Linked DNA regions of Mus musculus: region 2 is linked to region 1. A link is a contact called in public HiCAR-type data. All regions are on one chromosome and are shown on one strand. Each heading gives the region's core, a stretch centred on a gene start, on an enhancer-like site or on the middle of the called end of the contact. The rest is flanking DNA. Distances are from core to core; before and after follow the strand shown.

What was found. HiCAR-type assays count read pairs that join an accessible place to other places.
Region 2: a HiCAR-type map of kidney shows a contact between it and region 1, with 2.2 times the contacts expected there. The contact joins two enhancer-like sites. A contact is called at or near these places in 1 of 115 datasets of contacts at active chromatin or transcription factors (kidney) and 1 of 9 other capture datasets (pancreatic islet).

What each region holds. Positions count from the first base shown.
Region 1 is chr11:110,814,028-110,816,727 of GRCm38.p6, forward strand. No RefSeq gene overlaps it. Among named protein-coding and RNA genes, the nearest start is that of Kcnj16, 180 kb to the right of the region's middle. Within about 2 kb of position 1,329, at least 2 of the 459 cell types and tissues checked have an H3K27ac peak or open chromatin away from gene starts, as enhancers often do. A contact at or near this core is called in kidney, where this site is marked.
Region 2 is chr11:110,984,847-110,987,546 of GRCm38.p6, forward strand. It overlaps a transcript of Kcnj16 not described here. Among named protein-coding and RNA genes, the nearest start is that of Kcnj16, 11 kb to the right of the region's middle. Within about 2 kb of position 1,390, at least 15 of the 459 cell types and tissues checked have an H3K27ac peak or open chromatin away from gene starts, as enhancers often do. A contact at or near this core is called in kidney, where this site is marked.

The DNA of each region.
Region 1 (2,700 bases), core at 79-2,578:
GATGTTGCACTTCAAACACTTTTATCCACCTTGAGTTTTAGAGACTGTGTCTTTCCGTGATCCAGCAGGCACTTGAGCCACTGAGAAGGCTCCAACAGCCCACCTTTATTTGTTTTCAGTACCATTGGAAACACCGATGAGGAGAGTTCAATGTGAAGTGCCAATGGGGGGGGGGAGAGAGAGAGAGAGAGAGAGAGAGAGAGAGAGAGAGAGAGAGACAGAGAGACAGAGAGACAGAGAGACAGAGAGAGAGAGAGAGAGGCATCCCTCATCCCAGAAGCACATGAATCATCAAAATGGAGATCTTGCCTCGATGAAGGCTACAATGATGGCTTTGATGTCTGTCCCTCTAGAAGTCTATCTTGTCATAGTCTGGGGACCAGCTGATGGTCTTACTTGCAAACAATGGAACCTTTAGGAGACAGGATCAGGAGGACAGAAGTCAGGTCATTATGGGTATGTCCTCACTGGACACATCAGCACCTAGGAGCCTGCTTCTTTCTTCTTATTTATTTATTTATTTATTTATTTATTTATTTATTTATTTCCTTCCTGGGCATCACAATCTGAGAGGCTTTGTTTTGCCACAAGCTTCTTGCCGTGATGTCTCACCTCCACATCTATGCTCCTGAAAGAACGGAAACCCCCTGACCATGGGCAGAAGAGAGGTTAGATCGATCTTCCTTACTTTAAGTTGATTTTTCTCTGCTGTTTTACCTTCTGAGGTTCAAGGCTCTGGGCAGCCTTCCAGGACGCACACTCATGAAGGCAACCCTGGAGAAAGGCATTTGATGGGGGGTGGGGGGGGCCTTCCATGACCAGTATCATAGAACATGGACGGCTAAGAGAGGAAGTGTCTCCTCATAACCCTCTGTACCCTCTGCAGAGGACTATGGACACTCGAGCATGTGAGCGCCGCGAGGTCGAAGAATGGCATTTGCTGAGATTAGCTTTTTCAGCAGGAGTTAGAAGCAAACTGTTAACATCTAGGTAAAAATTAAACATGCAGTGTATGTGATCCAGAATCTTAGCTTGTTATTTTTTTCCCGTCAAGACACATACATTGTTTTGAAATTCGATTTCAGAGTATTGGAGATGAAAGTGAGTGGGAAGAAAGGAAAACGTCACTTCATGAGGAAGACGAAGGCATCAGTTAATAGCCTCTGTATCTGCTGTCTTCAGAGTTTCTGGGGCTGCCTAGTTTTGGAGGATCACAAGAGGAAATGACCTAAGTTTACTACGGGGCTTGCGTAGAGACCAGCTCGGCAGTGGGCGGTGGTATTGCTAGCTGGCTAACTCTCTCTCCCACTCAAATGCCAAGCTCTAAAAATAGCTCAGTGGGAACTGCCCAAAAGCACCTCCCTCGTGGCCTGCAAATCAAAGCTCCGATGAAGTCCAAGGATGGGAAATGTGGTGGCAGAATTGCCCTTCCGTGCCAAGGGCAGAAACCCTCCTGCCCTCTCAGAGGTCAGGACCAAGCCATGATGCAGGCTTCACTCAGGAGTTCTTGGACCTCTTGGAACTTGATGGTTCTCTGAGATTCCAGAGGTCCAAACATGAACACTGTTCAATTTACACTTACTTGACATTAGTCCAAAGAATGCCATGCCTCCTGGGACTCCTCTCTTCTCAGGAAAAGAATTCTCAGTAGCCCTGGCTTACATTAGGGAGGCCACTGACGAGTTCTTTTTCTTCCTTTTTTAAATTTATTTTTATTTTTTATTAATTTTTTTTCCCGATGGAGACACATTAAAGCAGTGCTGAGTCCAGGTCACTCATGTGAAACTGGATGTTCTGTGACTGAAGTCATAGGCAGGCATTGAGGGAAGTGATGGAGCATAATGGGCAATGGTCCAATTTGGGAACAACACTCAAATGTTTTAGATCTTGGTCATCTCAAAGTACTATAGTAATATCACATACATGCAGGCATAAAGACAAGATAGATTCTGGGCTGGGGAGATAACTTGGTAAAGTTCTTTCTGTACAACATGAGGACCTGGCTTTGGTACCCAGTAGCCATGTAAATTACCAGATGAGGTGACATGCATTTTGTAATCTCAGGATTGGAGTGGAGTATATAAGCTGACCCTAGGATGCTTGCAGGCCAGCCAGTTCAGTTCAAACAGCTCCAGAACTCATAAGACTCTGTCTCAAAATTTATGTGGGGGATCACTTCCAAAAAGAGATGATTTCCAAAAAATATATCAGTGTTAGAAATGATTGAGGAAGGTACCTGACACTTGACATACTCCCTCCACCTGAATACACCTGTTCATCCCCCACACAAGATCAATCTATCAATCAATAACACATAAAGATATAAATATATAAAATCATACTGTTTTCTTAGAGTTTGTAGTCACCAAGAGTTTGTCTGTTTCGGGCTAGCATCCTCACCACACACACTTGTCACTGTGTCCTCATTTGGCAGAAGGGGCTAAGATGGTGGGTCTCAACCTGTGGGTCACAACCTCTTTGGGGTCAAGCGACCTTTTCACAGGGGTCACATACCAGGTATCCTGCCTATCAGATATTCACATAATTATTATTCATAATGGTAGCAAAATTACAGTTTTGAAGTAGTAATGTAATTAAGTTTATGATTGGGGTTGTCACCATAACATGAGGAACTGTATTGAAAGGATACAGCATTAGGATGGTTGAGAACCACTGGGCTACGCTCTTTCTCAGGTTCTT
Region 2 (2,700 bases), core at 140-2,639, 170 kb after region 1:
TTCCGGGACACTCCTTCCTGCAAAAGGTATTTAATCTCTGGTCCACCCTGAGGAGGTGGCATGCACCCCTTGTTCAGAATGAACAATCAATAAACAGTTTGGAACCATGGACAGTCTCATCAAGAATGGCTGTGGGGAGTGGAGTCTGGAAGCTGCTGGTCAGGGAACCACGGTTTCAGCCTCCCACATCTTAGGCTGCATTTTCCCACCTTCTGAGCAGTGTGTCTGCGCTTTCCTTGAGCCTAGCATCTGATGGTGGTGCAGGGTAAATGCAAACACACACACACACACACACACACACACACACACACACACACACACACACACACCAAGCCAATAATTTATGCTTCTGATTCTTTCTCTTCCTTCCTTCCTTCCTTCCTTCCTTCCTTCCTTCCTTCCTTCCTTCCTTCCTGTCTCTCTCTCTCTTTCTCTCTCTCTGTCTCTCTCTGCCTGTCTGTCTGCCTGTCTGTTTTTCTTTCTGACTTATCTTTCCGGATCTACAAAGGCATAGAATGGTTGTTAAATGCCAAGCACACATCAGGCTTTGTGCTGTTTGCTAAGGACCATGTTATGTGACTTATATGTCCCTCTTAATTTCAGGTATTCCAAAAGATAAGCTGGAGGTGGTAAGCTAAACCAACTGGTTGCCTACACTTTTGTTTTGGAATTGAGTTGTGTATTGTTTAAGTAGTAGTTTTGTGATGACCAGAAGTAAGAGCAGTTTTATGTTTTTGTTGTTGTTCTGGCTTCTACTGTTGGACAAGAAACAACACTTTAAGACCCTCCTGCCACATCAATTTGTTATTCAATTCAGTAGCACTCTAAAGTGACTTGGGAAGACAGTGTCCAAATTACTGGAGCATAAAACTACCGTGCTTCCAGGACTTTGGTAGTCTACAACCTGAAGGCATACTATTAAGTAAGTTTAACTTGCTTGGAATGAGGGGAAATGTTTATCCATAAACTAGGCTTTCAACTGCAAGTAACAACTCTTTCTAATCTCTGTTTATTAAATCTATGTGTAGATAAAGAGATGAAAACTTACTACTCCAATATTTATAGAGAACACACAGCTCTAACTGATTTGAATCTAATCTTAACATTATATTCATGACAAAGGAGAATATGATACCACTGATGTGTTAACACTAGAAACACCTGTTCCTGTTCCTCTGGGTCTAGTGCTACAATCTACCCTGCTGCTTTCATGGAAAAGACCTTGAGAGGGAAACTGGTCGAAGCTACTTCTGCCTGACCTCAGCCGGCTGGCTCACTGTGCCCAAAGAATGCTGCCCCAACATTTGCTGGGGCACTTAGCCTTTAGACTCCACTTAGAATGTAATCACTTACAACCCTCCCTGTCAAAGAATCTGAGCTGGTGAAATGGGGCAGGCAATCTGGGCTGAGCCTGTTTTGGCTGCTTGTGTGCAAAGGGGACTGGGAGAAAGGCTGATGGCAGTGATTTCGTGACTGAATGGGGAAGTTGTTCTGAGGGAATTTTTTTCTCCCTTTAAAGAAAATTCTACAAGCCTGAAAGCTCTGAGATAAAGGAAAAGCCACCACTGTTTATTCTCTCACAGGCCTTCGATGATGGGGAAAATAGATCATCCTTGTTGCTTGTTGGCTCACTGGAACTGGACACAAATACTTAAGAAATTAAGGTCAATGAAGCGCTAAGACGGTATTTCCCTGGGTCCTTTTTCTTTTTTCTTTTTTTTGGGGGGGGGGCTGGTTTGAATTCTGCCTTACAGTCCTATGTACTAACCATCATGTGCAGTGAGCATATGTTCATCTAACATTTTAAAAAGTAATTTGTCGTCCTTCTTAGGATTTCACACAAATGCTAAGCAATCTTATAGCCGCCCACTCTTTTGACCCTTTTTGACGCTTTGTAACTTCCTCCCATATGTTTTTTATTATTTTTTTTTTTTTATTTTCACCTTTGAGACAGGACTATGACACTATGTAGCTCTGGCTGGCTAGAATATGCTAGGTGCAGCATGCTGACCTAAAATTCACAGCTATCTACCTTATGGTTGGGCAAAGCACCCATAAGCACACAATAAAAAGAAAATAAATATCAAATAATGTGATAATATTACTTATTATTTATTTGATAATAAATATCAAGTAATAAAGCCTAGCTTTGTTGTAAAGTAACATTAGATGGAAACACTCCTTTTCCGACCTCTGGCTTAATTTTTTGAAGGGGAGTCCTTTTTCAGTAATTCTCCTAACTACCTGAATCTGATTAGTAGTCAATGAACCATCTTCATTATGATGATAAACAAAATGGAAGGACACGGACAGAGTAAATGAAAATGGAAAATAAAAGAAACACATGACCAATTGCATGGGGACACATCAAACTTTCTCCTAAATAGTTCTTCTATAGAGAAAGAGAAAATTGTGATTTGGATGTTTGTTTAAGTACCCGTGACTCAGATTTTGTTTTGTAACTTTTCACACAGCCAGTACTGTGAAGGTTCCTCTATATTTTCTATCCGCAGCCTAAAGAGAAATGACAATAATAACATTGGCATTTGCTTAAGTCTTTGGAAAACTTCAAACTGAGTTCGCAGGAATGCCGCATGGAGTACCTCTCCCAAGCAAGTTGGTTGGACAAGGCTGTTTTTGGGGACCCAATTTTCACAGGAGCAAAAGTAGACAGTACAGGCCAGATGAGGATAGACTATG